3 separate regions of the Mus musculus genome follow, and all the other regions are linked to region 2. A link is a contact called in public Hi-C data. All regions are on one chromosome and are shown on one strand. The core of a region is the stretch at or near the end of the contact, and the rest is flanking DNA. Distances in the headings are between cores, read along the strand shown.

Region 1 (3,729 bases), core at 913-3,412, 52 kb before region 2:
GTATTAACCTGCTAAGGCATCTCGCCAGCCTAAACCTCATTATTTTTTACCCTCCCTGACACATAAACACCACATGTTCTTGTAGAGCCTTTAATGTCTTCCATAAACACCAGCCTCATTCAAATTGTTACCACTTTTTAAGGAAGTGCATTCCAAAGACTGACTGGGTGTGGTAATGTCAGCAGCGGAGTCTACAACATGAAAGGAAGTGAGCTGGAGACTGGTTCTCATAGTCACTGTGGCAGATCCTTGCGAAATATCCCCCACCTTGTTCATACCCATCACGGAGGACAAAATGAGGCTCAATCCTGGAGTGTAGCACACACAGCCCACCTCCACCCCCGAGCTAAGCCCCGCCCACTTCATCTTCGCCCCGTCTATCTAATAAGCCCCGCCCACTTTGTTTTCGCAGGTCTATCTACTTGTCAAAAGCTGTTGGGAGGAGGATCCAGAAAAGAGGCCAGATTTCAAGAAAATCGAGAGCACACTGGCCAAGATATTTGGGTATTGCTAACATTTTTACTTTCCCTCCCAATTTTGATTTTTTTTTTTTTTTTTTTTTTTGGTTTTTCGAGACAGGGTTTCTCTGTATAGCCCTGGCTGTCCTGGAACTCACTTTGTAGACCAGGCTGGCCTCGAACTCAGAAATCCGCCTGCCTCTGCCTCCCGAGTGCTGGGATTAAAGGCGTGTGCCACCACGCCCAGCCCAATTTTGAATTCTTTAATGGTGATTGGATAGTTGACATTTAGTGCTACCACGGAATGAAAATGTTTGTGCCAATAAAATTCTCAGGCTATAACCAACACCTGTCACATAAAATGCAAATGATTCAGAAGTAAAAAAGACCACTTCTCAGGGACATGCTCTCATAAAGTTAAACACTCAGGGACAAAATACATCATAATATATCATACTTTTTATCATTAAAAATAGTTTCCAGAGGCAAGAAAGATGGTTCATCAGTTAAGACACGCACTGTTCTTGCAGAGGAACCAAGTTTGGTTCCTATAGCCCACATCAGGAGACTCACAACTGCCTGTGACTCCAGCTCCAAGAGATAGGATGCTTCTGGCTTCCTGGGCAGCTGCATCCAGGAGCAGTGTTCCTCCAGTACACACACTTAAGCTAATAAGTCTGAAAAAGACATAGTTTCTAAGAGAACCTTAAAGTTGGGGTGCATGAGGAGGTAGGGAGGATTTGGGAAGAATTAACAGAGAAGAAAACATGTATGAAACATATTTTAATTAAATGCATAATTTCCAGACTTCCAGACCCTTCTGGAAGTCTAACCTGGGTCCTGGGATTCTATAATGCTCCTGGGTAATATATGTATATATATATATATATATATATATATATATATATATATATATATATATATATATATATATATATATATATACACACACATATAGGGGGGTTCTTGCATGTATGTCTGTGTGCCTTGTGCATGCAGTGCTCACAGAGGCCAAAAAAGGCATCAGACCCTGGGGTTGAAGTTACAGACAGTTGTGAGCTGCCACAAGGGAGCTGGAAAATCAAACCCAGGTCCTCTGGAAGAGCAGTCAGTGTTCTTAACCACTGAGCCATGTCTCTGGGCCCAGATGGGTAATTCTTAACATTAGAAAGTTCTTAATATTTTTAAGATCTAGCTTTTATTTTTAATTCTTTGTATATGTGTGGGTTTGTGTACCTGTGCGCAGGCACCCGGATTCCCTAGACCTGAACTTGGATCTGTAAGTCCCCTGACATAGGTCCTAGGAGGTGACCGAGGGTCCTCTGGTAAGGCAGGATAGGTTCTTATGAACCATCTCTCCAGCCACCAAGGTCAGCAAGCTTTAAAGATCTCCAAAATCACCAGCTATGGCCCCAGACACTTTAGATTTGTTTTCTGAATCACTAGAGCCTTCGTGTTCAAAATGGGTGTTATATCCCATGATCCAGCGATACCAAATCCTCGATGCTGTGTGCTTTTAGATAACACACTACAGATGGGAAAGGGACAGTGACTGGAGAACTGAGAAACCAAGCACCAAGGAAGACATAATGCTGGCTTGCTGGGAACAGAGGGCAAATCAACACACACACACACAGACATGCACACGCACATGCAGACGCAGATGCAGGCTACCAACTTCCTCATTCATGAAACTGGAGTGAGCTGGGTGGTTTCTAAACTTCCTTCCATCTCTGACTTTCTGGAGGTGTCCTTAGGCCCTAAGATTCAGACACCTGCTGAGGTGAGAAGCCAAGGCAGAGATGGGAGCCATGGTCTGATTGGCAGAAGTGTGCACTGTTTGAATAGAGCAGGAACTAGCAACAGATTCAATTCTCGCCTTTTCACTCCTCCCCTGGCTGTCACCGAGGTCAGATGGGACAGTGCAGTATCAGTGACAGGGACTCTCATGGAGATAGATCATGGGCCCCTGGTCTTTACCCTTGACTCTGGTGGGTCTCAAACATGGCTGTTCATTTGAGATTCCCCAAGGAGCTTTAAGAAACACTGGCACCTTAATTCTGCCCTAGAGCATTTGATGTAACAGGGCTAAGGTGTAACTTAGCGGGAGTTTTAATAATTCCCTAGGTGACGAAGATCCATAGTTAAGATGGGGAAACTTTTAATTGAATCCATTCATTTCCACCTCCCCTGTGCTTGCTCCTGATCCCATTCTGCCTAACGAACCTTTACTGCTGGGGTCAAGTAAGAGCCCTTGGGAGCTTGTTATAAAAAAAGTTCTGTCTCTTGGGACTGTGGAGATGTCAACAAGACTAGTCACCTGAGTTCATACCCAAAACAATGATGGTGTCCTCAAACCTCCTTCAAACCCATACTATGACACACACACTCTCTCTCTCTCTCTCTCACACACACACATACACACAAACACACACAATAAACATACACAGAGACACAACATACACATAAACACACACACAGAGACACACAGAGACACAACCAGTCTCTCATACACATATACAGAGAGAGAGGCACAGAGACACACACACATACCAAACACAGAAACACACAGACACACACTCACTTATACAAAGCAAGCCTACACCGTCTGAGGGCAGAAGTGGGAACTTGTCAATGACGTAATCACGATGGCAGAATGGCTGTGGGATCTCAGAACTTTTTTCTATGTCTTAGCATGTTATAAACATTATCTTTAACATACACAACATCATGAGACCCCCCTCACACCCCTTCCCAGTGATGTGTAAAAATCCTTCATCTGTTACCACCTGCAGCCTTTTCCATGACCAGAAAAACGAGTCTTACATGGACACCTTGATCCGACGTCTCCAGCTGTACTCTCGAAACCTGGAACATCTGGTGGAGGAAAGGACTCAGCTGTACAAGGCGGAGAGGGACAGGGCTGACCACCTTAACTTCATGCTCCTCCCACGGTAAGGCCAGCCACCTGTAAACATGGCTTCCCGTGATTCCACAGCCAGGCTCCCAGCTGAAACCTTCAACGTGGCCGCCTCTCCCCATTGCTGGTTTTGTTCTGCATTTGGTTTGGCCTTTGGTTTGTTTGGGGCAGTCTAGGGTGGTTTCCTTTTATAGACCCTTCAGGGTTCAAAATGCTTGAACCTTGCTGAACCTCCTGATTTCACTCTGAATTCCCAAAGCAAAGAAGTTACTGTGAGGATTATGGACTGAGTAGAGGGCTGTGAGTTCTAATATCTCATTAAGTCTACATTCTGCCTTCAGGCAAACTGCT
Region 2 (3,879 bases), core at 110-2,609:
ATGTACCACAAATTACTGTAACAGTGCTCTGCTAGGTTAGTACTTTTTACCTTGGGGAATACTGGACGTGGTCTGGAGGCACTTTCAAGGATGTTAAAGGCCTCAGAGTGCACAGGACACACTCACACACACGGACGGACACACACATATGCTCACTCATAACTGGACAGAATTTCAACAGTACTGAGTTTAAGAAAGTCTAATCCAATTAAACTGCTCGTTCAAAACAAGCCAACCACTTCATCGACTAGTCTGGTGTTCTACAGACCCGGTGTCATACAGGGCTCTATCCTGGAACACTGAAGTCAATAAATACTCGGCAAGCAAACCATCAGGTGGGTGAGCCCAGCCCCCATCAGGCATCCTGAAAGAGTCACCTCCTCTGAACACTTGTCTCCTTGGATCAGAAGGGTCAGTGAGGTCACAGAGTGGGATATGGAGACACACCTGCACTTTTTGGGGTGACACTTCACTAGCCACGTGCCATAGGACCCAAAGGTACCGTTCACCTTCGTTTTTATTTTATGTACAGTCCCTACAATGCCTGCAGCTTCTTTCTCCACTAAATGAATATTACCAAACGAAATTGTGATTTGTATTTCATAATTCACAGGTGTCATTTCTAGCAATGACAAATTTATTTCTTCCTCTAACAAAGGCACTTCTTCATTACTTTTTAAAAAATATTTATTTGTTTATCTGGATTTTTTATATTTTGGTGTTTGGAAACAGTGTCTCATTCAGTAGCCCAAATTGTCCTCAGACTTTCATTAATCCTCCTGCCTCGACTTCTGGAACGCTTTACAAACCCAGCTACAGTGGTTTGCTTGCCTGGGTTCAGTAGCAAAAGATGAGCTCAGTCAGCTTGAAGTCTGTTGCCTACTTCACAATGTCACCTAGGGCACCCTTGGCCAACTTCACAATGTTGCCTTCAGCGAGTCCTGCCCAGACATGGGTCTCTATGGAAGCTCAGGGGTAGATCTGCTTCTAGCCCCGCGTGAATCAGCTCCGCCCAATGAAGACACAAAGCTAAGGTCTGGAGGTGTTGAGCTCCTGAGGTCAGACAGGCTGGCGCAAGAAGCCCTGATTCCTGACGGATGAGGGACCTGAGAAGACAGAAGGCCACAGAATCCGACCTACGGGGAGGCATGCGACCCACTGCTGCCTCGGTTTCCTTATCCTCTGCTACAGGGACCAAGGCCACCTTTAACTGATTCCTTAGCCCTGAGCCCCACCCTCCAGGAGGCGACCAGAGAAAGCAGCACAGCCCCGGCACTTCCCAAAAGCGCGACAGAGAACTTTCCCGGCCTGGCCCACAGGTGGCTGGAGGGTCAGACCAGACGGAAAGGATCCGCCTCTCCTAGCCTGGGGCTCAGCAGGGCGAAGGTTGGTTCCCAAGGCCACGTGAAGCGCCCAAGCAGGCAAGACTAATGTCAGAAGAAAGTTAAGATCGGCCCGGCCTCTGCAACGCAGCGCCCTGCTACCATCCTCAAGTGCGGCTCTTGCAACAGCTGCCACCGCCGGCGCCAGCGGGACCTAATCCAACCAGGCCGAGGTCACAGCGGAGGAGCGATGTGCCACCGCAGCCCTGGCAGGAGCCTCAGGCCGCCATCGCCGCTGCTGCTGCTGCTGCCATTGCTGCTGCAGCCTCCCTGGGCGGCTGGCGCTGCCAGCCAGAGCGACCCAACAGGTGAGCAGAACGGCCGCCCGCGGACTAGGGGCGTTGCCCTGTACCCCCACGCCGGCGGCTGGCCAGAGTCCCAACAGCTTTGCATCTAGGGGCGTCTTGGGTCGTACTTCTTGGTGGGGAGCCTGGCGGGTTACGTTCCAGCCCTGAGGTGGATCAGCGGTGGCATTGAAGGAGGGTACAAGGGCTCTCCAACGTAAAATGTTTTGGCCTTAATTCTGTCCCATATCTTGTCCCGGACAACCTCGACTGGTCCAAAAGGCTCCAGTCCAGAGATTTTTCCAAATCAGACTGAGGTGTGATTTCGAGCTGACCTTTGTTCTGCTTCTAGAAGTAGACAAGTGACTTGGACTTAAGAGAACTGATAGCAAACTGGTTATGCCATCTTGATATGGGACAGGGCCAGAGCTTAAGGCTGCTGAGCTCTTCTGAATGGCCTCAGAATCCTAAAGTGGATTAAAGTCTCCGTTCTACTGCACAGAGGCTGCGACTGGGGGGAAGTCAGGAATTTGCCTAAGCGATAAGGTAGCTGGGTTGCCAGAGGGCACTGGTGTAATCCTTCCCTTCAGAAAAAACAGGCCTCAACAGGTGTCCTTCCAGTCTCACCCTTCCATTTGTAACAAGACCAAAATGAATTGTGGGATGCGTAGACTTGGAAGATTCTAAAAGTCAAATTCAGAGAGGACGACTGATTTCGTAATCGTCTCCTTGTTTGACCCATTCAAGAATAGGAAGGGACGCGGGCAGTGTCCCCTTTCAAAAGTCGCTGATTTTTCTCGTTACCGTCTCTCAACGAGTACCCGCACCCTTGCCATTTGGAAGTGTTTGCTTTCAAAGCCTGCTCCACTCATGTCTGGAAACTTCCCAGTGGGCACAGGCTTGTGGGATGAGAAGGGTCCGGAAGTGCCTGATGTCTCCCCTGATTTAGCTGTATGTTCTTTGGTCATCCCTCCCTACCCCCGCCACATGAGCGCTCACGCTCACACACACACACACACACACACACACACACACACACACACACCCTTTAGTCCAGAAAAGCTGCTGGTTCCTTACCATGGCCAGCAATCCTGAAAGGCTCCTCCACATGACAGCTTTGAGGACAGCTAAGGATGCCTGCCTGCAGTGTCTATTTGAAACAGATGGGATGTCCTTTCTCCCTCTTATCAGTATGTTATTTGTACTGTATTGAAGCTTCCTCAACCTGCCAGTAGATTACCCAAAATTTAAATCGTAAAAAAGCAGAGGCATTGCTATCTCCCAGGGCTCCCAAAGGAACCTAGCTCCGTACTGTGAGCTTAGTAGGCTGTGTCCTAACTGTTCCTCCTTTGCCCTGGTAAGAGAGAGATGAGCCGACCTCCGTGAGACTCAAAATGTAGCCCATTCCTTGGTAAAACTGGTTCTTCCTCTAGGCAGGCAGGGCTAAACTCCAGAAGTCAGTATTTGCATCATGCCAGCTGTGATCAGATCTCAGGGAGACGATTCACCCTGATACACGCCCAAGTCTGTCCCCAGATTCATCATTAATTATTCATTAGAAATATAACTGTCAGGCTGAGGGCCTGACTCATCTGCCCTGATTGGGCACTGGGAACCGGAATCAGCTGGTGGGAAGCACTTGCTAACCTGACTGTCATTTAGTCTCCATAAGGTGTCCCGGCCGGCAGACAACAGGTTAAAGCCAATGGCTACTTTAACTCTGACAGCAGTTATATATCTGAGTTCACTAAAATGGGCCTACTGGTTGCACCATGGCTTATTTTAACATGGAAATTCTTTATACTTCATTTAAGTATTTATGTATGTATGTATGTGTGTATGTATGTATGTATTTATTTATTTACTAAGACGGGATCTCATTATGTAGCCCTGGCTAGCCTAGAACTCACTGTGTAGACCAGGCTAACCTGGAACTCAGAGAGATCCACGGCACCAGCCTCGTCTTTTTAATCCCTAAACAGTTTTCCAATTGCTCCCGCGTTCTGATTTTTAGCTTTAAAGGGTGGCTAGTGAGTTATTGCTGGAGTTAGCATGTTCCTTCTTACCAGGGCAAAGGAGGAACTTACTAACATTGTGGAGGTAGTGAAATTATGAGGAAACGTTTATGCAAAACTTATAACTCTTTGTCATCCGAAGAGACCTGGATGTCACATGACATATGTGTCAATCCTGGGGGTGGGGAAGACGTTGTG
Region 3 (3,858 bases), core at 973-3,472, 36 kb after region 2:
TAACACAATGGGGCTGGAGAGACGGCTCGGAGGTTGAGAGCACTTGCTCTCACACTTCACTTCAGGTTAATATTTAATTATATGTATAAAAACACAGGTAGGGCTGGGGATGTAGTTCAGTTGGCTTCATGCCTGAAAGCTTTAGGTTCAATCCCCTGCACCACAAACACTGGATGTGGTGGCTTCTGCGGACAACACGAAGTCCTTGGAGAAGGATCAGAAGTTCAAGGCCATGCTCTGCCTTCTTACTGCTCTTACACACAGCCTGGTAACTGCATGAAGTCTCACTCCCAGGAACTCAGGTCATCTTAATTACTTCTCTTTTGACCCTGTCTCCATACACAGGCAGCATCTAAGACAGGAAGTCTCAGGGCTCCAGACTTTTAGTTTTAGGGATCGCAGCCTATGGTGTAATGGGCAGTGAGGACCCTGAGGGAGGGAAGCCTCGTTCTCGTGCTTAGTCAGCGCTGGGTCACTGTCCTGTGCCACCGATGGCCGCTTTCTAGCCCCTTCATAGCAATTCTTAATAGAAATAGCAGAAAGCCCACACCTCTAATGCCAGCATCCAGGAGGCAGAGGCTGGCAGATCCACCTCTGTGAGTTCAAGGCCAGCTTGGTCTACAGAGTGATTTCCAGGAGAGCTAGAGCTACCTAGTAAGACCTTGTCTCAATAAAAAGAAAAAAGAAAAAAGAAAAAGAAACAAGAAATGGGTGGGGCCTAGACCTGCCAAGCACTGTGAGAAGTAGGCCACATTCAAGGCTTAAATTAATTGCTAATAAAGCTTGTTTGTGTTCTGGAAAAAAAGGAAAAGAAAAAAAATTTTTTTCTTTACAATTCCCTACTATGTGCTTGGCTCTGTGACCTGTTGATAACATTTGTCTTATACAGAGTAAAGTAGGTCATTTAATTTCTACCAAACAATCAAAAAAAAATCAATGGTATTTTATTTTGATTCCTTAAAGACAGAAATCGGTTGAGAGAAGTTAACTACGCTATCCGGTCAGATCAAAGCCGTACAACCACACTGAGTCCCGGGTTTGAACACAGTATATCTGACTTTGCTCTTTCCTGATATGGCTCTGTTTGCACTGAACTGTGGTTTGTATTTGTGTGTATCTGGGTGGAGACAGCACTTGCAGACACAATGCCACCAAGAACACACACACATGGTGAGACACACTCAGATTGTCGCAGAAAGCCTCCATTACAGGTAATTAAGCCTGGAGCCTCAGGATCATCATTACTGGGGTCAATTAAAGACACTTTGATGCATTCCAGCTTTGGCCGGCAAGCAAAAGCTCCTCTCAACCCCAGGCTGAATTCATGGTCCATGAATACAAACTACAGAAATGTAATTTCCCTTCAAGTTTCCCAGGGGAGTTTGCTGGAAGCCCACATACAGTGTTACCCCTAGGAGTACATCTTTCTTCTTTAAGTGCCACCATTAGTGTGTGAGATCAGAGGACACTGTGGTATGCTCCGTTCCCTCTGTCCATCTTTTCATGGATTCCAGGGATCAAACTTGGACCAGCAAGTTTGTGTAGCAAGCAGCGTTACCCACTGAGCCTTCTGGCTGGCCACAAAAGGTTTCTTTCTTATTACTAGCTCCTGGGTGATGTTCACATTCGGGGACCAGAGCCCATCCTTGGAGCCACCAGCTGCCTCTGTGGTCCCCAAAGCACAAGCCTTGCAGTAGACACACGTGAAAACACACGTGAAAACACACGTGAAAACACACGTGAAAACACACGTGAAAACACACGTGAAAACGAAATTCAATGCTCCAAGCCCCAGGAGAATTTAGTCAGTGTCCGGGGTCCATAGTGTGGTTACTCGCCTAGGTTTTAAAGTTGTCCCTTTAATAAATGTATGCTGGGAATATTTCAACGAACCATAATTACTGTTACTAATTTCATGTTACCACTTTGATCTCGGAGACTTTGTAAAATCTATACAAATGATTCACAGGTGAGCACAGGGCCAAGTTCCCAGCTTGAATCTGGGGAGGGACGAAGGAAGAATGGAAGGAAGCGGGACACGCATTGCAAAGGATTACAGGCAGATTTTGTAGCACTTGATTCTGGTTTTCTTAGACTCCCTTTTGGGTGTGTTTTATCTCCTTTGGCACCGTCCCAGGATGCGAAGTCTTCTGAGGGACACACCTGTCTTAGTCATCTTCCACCACCTGGCTCGGGGAGTGTCCTCCCTTTCAGCTCCAACAATCCCACCCCCATATTGCTATTCTCCTCAGGCTGAACTGGCCACCCAGTGACCTCCCGACTCCTCCCTGCGTGCGCAGCGCAGCCCCCAGGACTCGCTTTGCTGTTCCTGTTGCAGTCTCCTCATGGTTCGTGTGAATCATTTTCTTTTGCACGACTGTACACCTGTCCCCATCACCCTTGTCAGGGGTGTGCGGCCAGAAAAGAACTGTGTTCCAAGCCTGCCCGATATGATTCCTGACTTGCTGTGTGTGTGTGTGTGTGTGTGTGTGTGTAGGTCAAAGAATGGCTTCCATCCTTCCAGAGTGAGGAGCCCCAAGTGCCATAGATGCATAAACATTATTCACCATTTCTTCTTCAATAAATTTAACAGTTATTTATTGAGCACTTCCGTATGTTAAACCTTTGGCACCTTCTCCTGATGCCGAAATGAACAGGTATGAGTCAATACGACAAAATTCCCTTCCTTAGTAGAGTTTATATACTGAGAAAGAAAAGAAAAAAAAAGCAGATGAATAATAGACCCGGAGAAATTTCTCAGCGGGTAGAGTGCGTCCCACAACTCACATCAAGAACGCTGGGCTTTGTTCAGTTCTGAGCCCCATTTTTTAATGGGGTTATTTGATTTTCTGAAGTCCACCTTCTTGAGTTCTTTATATATGTTGGATATTAGTCCCCTATCTGATTTAGGATAGGTAAAGATCCTTTCCCAATCTGTTGGTGGTCTTTTTGTCCTATTGACGGTGTCTTTTGCCTTGCAGAAACTTTGGAGTTTCATTAGGTCCCATTTGTCAATTCTCGATCTTACAGAGCAAGCCATTGCTGTTCTGTTCAGGAATCTTTCCCCTGTACCCATATCTTCAAGGCTTTTCCCCACTTTCTCCTCTATAAGTTTCAGTGTCTCTGGTTTTATGTGAAGTTCCTTGATCCACTTAGATTGAGGAATACCGAATGGCAGAGAAGCACCTGAAAAAATGCTCAACATCCTTAATCATCAGGGAAATGCAAATCAAAACAACCCTGAGATTCCACCTCACACCAGTCAGAATGGCTAAGATCAAAAATTCAGGTGACAGCAGATGCTGGCGTGGATGTGGAGAAAGAGGAACACTCCTCCATTGTTGGTGGGATTGCAGGCTTGTACAACCACTCTGGAGATCAGTCTGGCGGTTCCTCAGAAAACTGGATATAGTACTACCGGAGGATCCAGCAATACCTCTCCTGGGCATATATCCAGAAGATGCCCCAACTGGTAAGAAGGACACATGCTCCACTATGTTCATAGCAGCCTTATTTATAATAGCCAGAAGCTGGAAGGAACCCAGATGCCCCTCAACAGAGGAATGGATACAGAAGATGTGGTACATCTACACAATGGAGTACTACTCAGCTATTAAAAAGAATGAATTTATGAAATTCCTGGCCAAATGGATGGACCTGGAGGGCATCATCCTGAGTGAGGTAACACATTCACAAAGGAACTCACACAATATGTACTCACTGATAAGTGGATATTAGCCCAAAACCTAAGATACCCAAGATATAAGATACAATTTCCTAAACACATGAAACTCAAGAAAAATGAAGACTGAAGTGTGAACACTATGCCCCTCCTTAGAAGTGGGAGCAAAACACCCT

The links. A called contact is a pair of places that touch in the nucleus more often than the background predicts.
Region 1: a Hi-C map of bone marrow-derived macrophages shows a contact between it and region 2, with 55 read pairs. The contact joins the enhancer-like site here to the promoter of Plbd1 in region 2. A contact is called at or near these places in 13 of 39 promoter capture datasets (the 3T3-L1 cell line, the C10 cell line, HPC-7-derived erythroid cells and 9 more), 10 of 484 Hi-C or Micro-C datasets (DN2 thymocytes, bone marrow, bone marrow-derived macrophages and 7 more), 3 of 115 datasets of contacts at active chromatin or transcription factors (the 230-238 cell line, microglia and stem cell-derived neural progenitor cells) and 3 of 9 other capture datasets (adipose tissue, liver and pancreatic islet).
Region 3: a Hi-C map of epidermal suprabasal cells shows a contact between it and region 2, with 2.4 times the contacts expected there. The contact joins the enhancer-like site here to the promoter of Plbd1 in region 2. A contact is called at or near these places in 3 of 39 promoter capture datasets (the HPC-7 cell line, cranial neural crest and second pharyngeal arch cranial neural crest), 3 of 484 Hi-C or Micro-C datasets (embryonic stem cells, epidermal suprabasal cells and nephron progenitors), 2 of 115 datasets of contacts at active chromatin or transcription factors (both in embryonic stem cells) and 2 of 9 other capture datasets (adipose tissue and embryonic stem cells).

Annotation. Positions count from the first base shown.
Region 1 is chr6:136,712,729-136,716,457 of GRCm38.p6, reverse strand. Gucy2c (guanylate cyclase 2c) reads left to right here. Exons shown (of 27, transcript NM_001127318.1): 20 at 413-504; 21 at 3,254-3,412. Among named protein-coding and RNA genes, the nearest start is that of Plbd1, 53 kb to the right of the region's middle. Within about 2 kb of position 2,162, at least 47 of the 459 cell types and tissues checked have an H3K27ac peak or open chromatin away from gene starts, as enhancers often do. A contact at or near this core is called in DN2 thymocytes, bone marrow, bone marrow-derived macrophages and 3 more, where this site is marked.
Region 2 is chr6:136,659,373-136,663,251 of GRCm38.p6, reverse strand. It overlaps Plbd1 (phospholipase B domain containing 1), which reads left to right and starts at 1,359. Exons shown (of 11, transcript NM_025806.2): 1 at 1,359-1,690. The coding sequence starts at 1,573.
Region 3 is chr6:136,623,930-136,627,787 of GRCm38.p6, reverse strand. The region is part of intron 6 of Plbd1 (phospholipase B domain containing 1); the gene reads left to right. Among named protein-coding and RNA genes, the nearest start is that of Gm40409, 4.3 kb to the left of the region's middle. Within about 2 kb of position 2,222, at least 5 of the 459 cell types and tissues checked have an H3K27ac peak or open chromatin away from gene starts, as enhancers often do. A contact at or near this core is called in epidermal suprabasal cells, where this site is marked.